Regions from separate parts of the Mus musculus genome. Here regions 1 and 2 are each linked to region 3. The links are chromatin contacts, called in public HiChIP or PLAC-seq and promoter capture Hi-C maps. All regions are on one chromosome and are shown on one strand. The core of a region is the stretch at or near the end of the contact, and the rest is flanking DNA. Distances in the headings are between cores, read along the strand shown. Region 1 holds the start of Zfp707 (zinc finger protein 707). Region 2 holds the start of Hgh1 (HGH1 homolog). Region 3 holds the start of Plec (plectin).

Region 1 (2,700 bases), core at 64-2,563, 240 kb before region 3:
ACCAGCTATACCTCCCTTAAGGTCATCGACTTCACAGCCAGGTTTGTTGACATCAGATGGACTGATAACAATGAGATGGGGCTCTGAAGTAAAGTCTCTTGGGGCCACTGGTATTTTCTTCACTATATACTCACAGACAACTTCAATATTATACTTCAGTTGAGCAGAAATTGGAATAATTGGTGCCCCTTTCTGCTATCGTTCCTTGCACAAATGCGAGATTTTGCTCATATTGTTCCTTAGCCTGACTTTCTTTTACCAGATCAATTTTATTCTGTAAGATCAAAATATGCTTGAGTTTCGTGATTTCTACAGCAGTCAGGTGTTCGGGCCAAGGGCATGATTCATTACTAGCTATCAACAGAAGAGCTGCATCCATCTCTACTGCACTGTTCAGCATCGTAGCCATCAAAATATCATGGCCAGGACAGTCAACAAAGGAAACATGTCTGACTAATTTGAAGTTCCCTTTGGCCCCCAGAATGTATGTAGGAAACTTATCTGGTGTACTGCTTCCACATGATCTGGTCTAGGACAACTTGAGTCATCAAAGTTTATAAGTCTTAGCATGAGCATGTCCAAGCTTGATGGTAATGTTTCTTTCTAGCTCATTTTTGAATCTGACAGTGTGAACTCCAGAAATAACCTTCACCACGGTGGACTTCCCATGAGCTCCATGACCAGTTGTAACAATATTAATTGTAGCTTGTCTGCTGATAACTTCACGTGAAAGTGGTGTCAACTTGGTAACATCCCCCAGCCATCTTGCTCAGAGGGGAAAGGACGTATCTTCCTTTCCATCTGCTCAGCTATCTTATGGTGGGACGAAGGCTGCCTAAACTAGAATTAGAATTACAAATAAGTTTGCATCTTTCAAATTAAATTTGGCATCACAGTGGCCTAAGGGTCCAGTGACCCCAATGAACAAAGTAGGAAATCCTGACCCATGCCACTAACATGAAGCAAACTGGCAAACATCAGTTTAGACAGCCATAGGACAAATTCCAAACAAAGAATGTTGATGGTTCTGGCTGCTTGAGAACTGGAGATAGGTTCTCTGGGGCATGGACATTTCTGATTTGAAGCCAACATGGTCTACAAAGAGAGTTCCAGAATAGCCAGGGCAACACAGTGAAACCTTGTCCCCCAAGCCCATCAAAACAAACACCTCCTTCCAGTGGGCTCAGGAACACACGAAAAAAAACCCACAGACCACCCATATCAACGGAAGGGCTGGGCCCCTGGGGGCGGGCTCGCGCACACTTCCGCCCTTTTATCTGGCCCCGCCCTTTAAGTAGCCGGAAGACGCTTCTGATTGGCGTATTTCCGCTGGAGAGTTGAAGTCAGTGCGGCGCGCACGGGAGTTGACGTTTAAAGGTGCAGGAGCTGGGGAATCCGACGGTGGTGCTGCTTTGGGTTGCTCTGCTCCGCGCCACTGCGCTTGCGCTGAAGCCGACCCTACCCCCGGCATCCCCCGCGGCCTTCAGATGCGCCGGCGTCTTGCTGCAGCTGCTGCTCTCGGCGAAGCTCGACGAGAGCGCTGCTTCCGACGGGGCAGCGCTCTTCCCGAGCGAGCTAACGGCGATGCTCCTCCGGTGAGCTCGGACCCTCTACCCCCAATCCCTGGCCCCGCGCCCACCTGGGTCCCCTTGGCACGGGCGCTCGGGTTTCCTGCTTCTGGCAGGTACCGCGCTCCGGCGGTCCTAGGGTCTCAGTCTGGGTCTGTCTGCTCCTGCTTTCCAGGACTACAACTTTCTGTTTTAGTGTTTCCCACACTCCCTGCTCTCCGGCCTTGAAGTCCAGCCAGGCTTGTGGCACCAGTTCTGGTGTTCAGATGAGAAATATATATTCTGGTTTTATCATGCAGAGTTTGTGGTTGGCAGTCACTACCCAGACCTGTGTTTCCCGAGCTTCGGGTCTTCCAGGTGTGTCCCAATTTGCAGCCTTGCTAGTCGAGTATAGATAAGAATGCATATCAGCACAGTGTAGGTGGTTGGTTAGTTATGTCGCAATGTCACAAGGTTGAATGCCTCTAGGCGCAACTTTTGTGATAGCTGTTAAAATAATTTATAGCCTGACTGGCCTCAACTTGTGCTGACCCCTTTGCCTCTGTCACCTGAGTGTTAAGATTAGTTAGGTTTTTTTTTTTTCTCTCTCTCTTTTAAAATGTTATCTCTTAGCTGGGCAGTGGTGGTGCACGCCTTTAATCCCAGCACTTGGGAGGCAGAGGCAGGCGGATTTCTGAGTTCGAGGCCAGCCTGGTCTACAGAGTGAGTTCCAGGACAGCCAGGGCTACACAGAGAAACCCTGTCTCAACCCCCCCCCCCAAAAAAAAAAAAAGTTATCTCTTTCTATGTTAATTTTTAGAAGTGATTCTAGATACTAGTTCTTTGGCAGAAAACGATTTGGAAATTCTTTCTCTGTTGCTTGCCTTTTAATCTTTCTTTAATCTTTCTAACTCCCTTTTAGAATCAGAAACTCTCTTGTTGGTTTCATTAAATGTTGTTTTGTTTGGCTTGCTTTTTAACTATCCCAAACGGTCTTTGACATAGCTTTTTCGTCAAAGTTGGTGTAATGGTTAATTTCTCAACTTGACGCAATCAAGTAATTTGGGAAGAATGTTTCAAGGGATTATTTAGTTCCGGTTGGCTTGTGGGCATGCCTGTGGGGAATTGCCTTGATTAGCTTAATTGATATGAG
Region 2 (2,700 bases), core at 115-2,614, 160 kb after region 3:
CCACTAATTAAGCCCCCACAGATGTGCCCATAGGCCAACTTAATTTAAAGTCACTGAGCTTCCCTTTCTAGGTGACTATTTTGTGTCAAGTTAACAAAGTTAACTTTGTTTAAGAGAAAAATCTTTTGAGACCAGCTCATTTTATAGCTCAGGCTGGCCTCAAACTTACACTGACCTTCCTGCCTCAGCCTCCTCAGTTGTGAGATTAGACAGTGACACGTTTATAAAAAGATAAGGAGCCGGGCAGTGGTGGCGCACGCCTTTGGTCCTACCACTTGGGAGGCAGAGGCAGGTGGATTTCTGAGTTTGAGGCCAGCCTGGTCTACAGAGTGAGTTCCAGGACAGCCAGCACTGTCTCCAAAACAAAACAAAACAGAGGCAAGGGAGCCTTTTCTTAGAAACTCACTAGCTGCTGTCAACAGCTGGGAAATCTGGACAGTTGGCCCTACACAGACCTAACCACTTTGCCATTGTAGCCGGAAGGATCCCAGTCAGTATCTAAGGTTGCATAGGATCTGGAACCGTGGCGGTTCCTGGCTATCTCCTACAAAAACCTGACAAGGACCAGCCCTGGAAAAACCCCTAACTCAAGATTTCTAATTTGAGAGAGCAAGGACCCCAGGCAGCTAATTGCTAATACAGGCACAAGAAGCACCAAATGGGATACTTTCCCAGAACAGATCCTAGTACTGAAATTATCTTCTGCTAGGGATTACGTAGCTAAGAAGGCCAGTGTCCTCCCATCTGTGCTAACAAATGTGCCGGTGGAAGGTAATATGGAGCCACTGAGAAGCAAAGAAACGCAGCGAGGTATGGAAGACAGAAACCGAACAGTGCTCTAAAGAGCTGGCAGGGGCGTCTGTCACCAGGTGCCCCCAAACCTGCAAACTATAGATTCATTTATTAGTTCCCTTTGCCCAAGCCTGCTTGACTCAGACTTCTGTCACTGAAGAGGACCTAACAAATGCACTAGAAAAAAAAATTTAGCCCCTCTGCAAAGTCAGAGACTGATCCAAAGCTGCCTTTTCATCGCAGAGTCCTGCACCCTCCGGTTCCTGGATGTCTGAAACCAGGTTTAAAAGGTGGCAGCAAACACTCTGGACACCAGGATCACCGGCTGCCGAGCTTCGCTTCAAATTATGCGTGCTGGTCGCGTGGTTCTGACTCCTGGCAAAGCAAACACGCAATAGGCAGCCGGAAAAGTCCTTGCAAGGATCTGGTGGTGGTGGTGATGATGATGGGAAGGGGGGGAGGGTGCATCTGCACCAGCTTAAGGGGTGCCTAATACTGTGGCCCACAATGCCTCGCGCTGAAACCGGCCCCGCCCCCTTCAGCCAGGTTCTCAGCCTCGGAAGGGTTTTAACGACTTCCGCTTTTCCGGCGGTGGCCCCGGCACGAGAAGTGACTGAGACTGCTGGCGGCATGCGGGGACCGGGAGTAGGTTCGGGGTTCTCTGGTGAGCGAGGGTTGCTAGAGCAGGAGGCTGGCGCGGACACGGAGGCGGTGGAACTGCTGCCCTTCCTGGTGCTCGGAGCGCGAGCCGACCTGCAGGCGGCCGCGGCGCAGCACGTGCTGGCGCTGACTGGTGCGGGCTCGGGCCGCACGCTGTTGGCCGGACAGCCAGAGTTGTTGCGGGCCTTGGTCGACCTTGCGGTGGCCCCGGCCCCAGCTCCTTCCCGCGATGCCTCCCGCGCGCTCGTGAACTTGGCTGCTGATCCCAATGTGCACTGGCAGCTGCTGGCGGCTGACCCGGAGCTGCCCGCCCGCCTGCTGCGCTGCGTGTTGGACCCTCAGTGGCCCTGGGCTGAAGAGGCGGCTGCAGTGCTGGCCAACCTGAGTCGCGAGCCGGCTCCGTGTGCTGCGTTAATGGAGAAGCTGATGGCCGCTGAGCCGGAGCGGTTGGGTCTGGAGCGACTTGTCAACGCGCTGTGCACGCCGAGCTACAACGCGGCCGCACCCCTGCATTACCTGGGGCCGCTGCTCTCCAACCTTAGCCAGCAGGCGGAGGTGCGTGCTTTTCTCCTGGACCCAGACAGGTGAAACCCAGTCGCCTGCGCGGGCGGGAAGGTGGGGAAGTGGAAGTGAACAAGGACAGCAGTGAATATCTTCTTTCAACAGGTGCGTGGTCCAACGGCTGCTGCCTCTTACCCAGTACACAGATTCTTCGGTGCGCAGGGGCGGGGTGGTGGGAACACTTCGGAATTGCTGTTTTGAGCATCGTGAGTGACAAGGAGGGGGTGGTGCCATTGCCAAGGTGGGGATTGGACCCTAGGGAACCCAACGGACCATTATTCTGATCTCCTTCCTTGTCCGCACCTCCAGGACATCACAAGTGGTTACTTGGGGCCCAAGTCGACATTCTCCCCTTTTTGCTACTGCCCTTGGCTGGGCCTGAAGAGTTTTCCGAGGAAGAAATGGACCGTGAGTGACTTGGGTGGTTGCCTCAGGGCTGTCTGGTGCTAGAGGGAAGACTACAAGAGGGAGATGGAGAGGTGTGCAGGTCTGGAGTCCCTCAGTCCGGCAGCCTTTAAGGAGGGGGTCGTTACAGACACACACAAGGCTCACCCAGGCAGAGCAGGGCTTGGGTGTTCAGCACAGGGACCAATAGTCTCCCACCCTCACTCCTAGAGCTGCCTGTTGACCTGCAGTACTTGTCACCAGACAAGCAACGGGAGCCGGACGCTGACATCCGGAAGATGC
Region 3 (2,700 bases), core at 193-2,692:
GAGGGGGTACCTTCTGGAAACCCCTGGGCCAATGGGTTGTTGTCCCATCCTCTAAGACCTGGTTCCCAGCTGGGGGGAACCAGACCCTCACCCAGACCATGGGCTGGGTCAGCATCCCAATGCCCTGACCTCTGCCCTCCTAGGCAGTGCTCCTGAGCTGTGCCCTTCTTCCCATCTCATCTAGAGCCGCTCCACCTCCAGATCATGGCCAACTCCCAGCAGGCCAAGCACCCAGTCATGGGGGCCCTCAGTACTGCTCATGTAATACAGAATCTTAGCCACTTGGCCATAGGGGAAGACAGACTCAAGCCTCAGTGGACAAGCGGTTTGCCTGAGTCAGTCTCATGCCAGCAGATCTTCTCTACACGCCCACTTCTGAAAAGAGGGGCCCCTAAAGGGTGGGGGAAGGAGGTGGGGGCAAGGGCAAGGACAGTGCCTGAGAGGGGTACAAACACGACTATGCCAACAGCTGGTCCTGCCAGTCTTGGGGCGTTCAGGCCCCGCCCTCACCAGGATTTACCCAGAGGAGCACAAGCCACGTGGGTCCACTGGCTAGAACACCCATCACCCTCCAGCAGAAAGGGCGCCACCTGCTGATATGAACAGAACCATACACACAATGTACTGCCCCCCAGAGCCCACCAGACCTAAGTCCCAACACCAAAAACACCTACAGTCACTTCCCATCCCTCACGGCCTGGAGCCAAAATTCAGCTGACCTGTGGCTGGGGCAGGCTCCGGACCTGGTCTGGCCAGGGTCCCCACGGTGGTGGCAGACACCACAGGGGTTTCAGGTGCCCCCTCCTCACGCTCCTTCCTGCGATAGACCTGCCGCTCCTCACGGGCAGGGTCCTCAGCTGGCAGAGGCCCCCTCTTTGGTGGGCAGCCTAGGGGACCTTGCATGGTCTGCACATGGGGGGAGCGACGACGTGCAGGTATCACCATGGCGACAGGGCGGCGCACACGCTGCAGAGAGGCAGGTACAATCTCCGGTGGCAGGTGTAAGTACTGGCGTAGGTGGTCAATGCCCTCGTTGGTCAGGTACCAGTAGAAGTGGCACCAGGCAAAGGTCTCCCGCACCAGGCCCCGAGCTTTCAGTGAAGCCATGGCACGCATGACCTGTAGATTGGTGACGCCGGGCACATGGGGATGCAGGCTGCGGGGTCGCCGGTCCTTCTTGGCAACCATCACCCCCTCACGGAAGAGCACCTCATAGATGGCCCGTAGCCGGTCCAGCGGCATGAGCATGCCAGCCACCATGGCTGCTGGAAGCCTGCCGGTCAGCACAGGGTGAGGACAGCAGGTGGGGCACAGCCAGGAGGCTGATGAAGCTCCTTTGGCACAAGATGCAGCAGGGGCCACTGGCAAACAGGCAGGCAGGCTCCGGTTCTAAGCACAAGGGCGCAGGCTCAGGGGCAGTGCGGCTCCAGAGCCTTGCTCTGTGAATTCCTGCGCCGGCAAGGCTGCCTGTCTGAGCCTCCCGCCTGCCCGCCCTCCAGGACGCCTGGGCCGGCCCCCTCTGACTCAGCAGCAGGGCCGGTCCCTCCCACCCACTACTGGCGGGGGCCCCTTGAAGAGTGGGGGGCACCAATAAACTGCCCCTCCCCACCCGGGCCACATAGCTCCAATGTCAGAAATTACATGTGTTTCTAAAACACTTGTTCAAGGTTCTCAAGACTGTGTGAAGGCAGGACGGAGTGTAATATGGATCAAGAATCAACCCCGCCCCCCTCAGAAGAGAACAGATGGGCAGAAAACAGGGAGCAGAGAGAGCAGGAGGGTCCTCATAAGGACAGCACCCCCTCACTGTGATCTCAGGGTGAGGTGAGGTATCATCTGTCCATAGCTATCTAAAGGAGGGGTTGCGCAAAGTAGAAAACTAAAAGAATCCAAGGGAGGAAGATTAGGGTATGGAGAAGAATCTGGGGTGTGGTGGTGGCCAGAGACCTGAAGGAGAAGAGTGGGAGGAGCTGCCAGGACGCACAGACAGTTGGCGGCAGGCACCACTGCCGCTGTCCATCAGAAAAGGAAAGGGACAGTACTGTGCCCCTCTCACCAGATGACCATGGAACGTAACACTTCCACGACAGGCTAGATTAGGGTGGGTCCAGAAACAAAGCCACTTTCCAGTCCAAGACCTCTGAAGAGAGCTCTGGGTGAGGCCTCTTTCCTCCCACACCTTCAGTGCAGCTGTTGGACGCCAGGGACTCCCAGCTGCCATAGGGAATCAAAGTCACCAAGTCCCTAACACCCCAGGCTTGGTGGCCCTGACATCCAAAAATTCCCTACCCCCAGGCAGCCTGAGTGTCCACTTGTGGCCGGAGGGGCAGGTGCTGTGGAGAGGACACGAGGACACCAGCAGGAACTGAAGTGAAAGGAAGAGGACTGAGCTCATGCCCTAAGGGCTGCCTAGCACAGCTGTCACCTCTGCTGGGCCCTCACAACCGAGGGTCCCACACGCATGTAGCCTGTGCTGGGTGCCACCACCCAATACTCCAACTCTCCCTGTGGTGCCGCACCAAACCCCCCATGCCATTAAGGCTCTCCCTGAATGGACACACCCATTCCCACCAAGCACTGCAACCCCAGGAACTGATTATAAATAGGGCGGAGGCGGGGGATCCTGCGGTGGGAGGCGCTGGCCAGAGGCAGGCGGGCAGCCAACAAAGCAGTGCGTGGGGCGGGTTTATGGGCTGTCGC

The links. HiChIP or PLAC-seq counts read pairs in DNA pulled down with a chosen protein or histone mark. Capture Hi-C pulls out chosen DNA fragments and counts their contacts.
Region 1: a contact with region 3 is called in a promoter capture Hi-C map of pancreatic islet. The contact joins the promoter of Zfp707 here to the promoter of Plec in region 3. A contact is called at or near these places in 4 of 39 promoter capture datasets (cranial neural crest, hippocampal neurons, liver and 1 more), 2 of 115 datasets of contacts at active chromatin or transcription factors (bone marrow-derived macrophages and pancreatic cancer cells) and 2 of 9 other capture datasets (liver and pancreatic islet).
Region 2: an H3K4me3 HiChIP or PLAC-seq map of embryonic stem cells shows a contact between it and region 3, with 21 read pairs. The contact joins the promoter of Hgh1 here to the promoter of Plec in region 3. A contact is called at or near these places in 7 of 39 promoter capture datasets (the HPC-7 cell line, cranial neural crest, embryonic stem cells and 3 more), 1 of 15 datasets of contacts at CTCF or cohesin (the NIH/3T3 cell line), 2 of 484 Hi-C or Micro-C datasets (the G1E-ER4 cell line and forebrain), 12 of 115 datasets of contacts at active chromatin or transcription factors (the SCID.adh cell line, astrocytes, bone marrow-derived macrophages and 8 more) and 4 of 9 other capture datasets (adipose tissue, liver, macrophages and 1 more).

What each region holds. Positions count from the first base shown.
Region 1 is chr15:75,967,810-75,970,509 of GRCm38.p6, forward strand. Zfp707 (zinc finger protein 707) reads left to right here and starts at 1,314. Exons shown (of 4, transcript NM_001347040.2): 1 at 1,314-1,595. The coding sequence starts at 1,488. It also overlaps the pseudogene Eif2s3x-ps1.
Region 2 is chr15:76,367,534-76,370,233 of GRCm38.p6, forward strand. Hgh1 (HGH1 homolog) reads left to right here and starts at 1,365. Exons shown (of 6, transcript NM_021555.2): 1 at 1,365-2,036; 2 at 2,119-2,219; 3 at 2,323-2,421; 4 at 2,629-2,700. The coding sequence starts at 1,423.
Region 3 is chr15:76,204,879-76,207,578 of GRCm38.p6, forward strand. It overlaps Plec (plectin), which reads right to left and starts at 1,443. Exons shown (of 33, transcript NM_001163540.1): 1 at 720-1,443. The coding sequence starts at 1,260.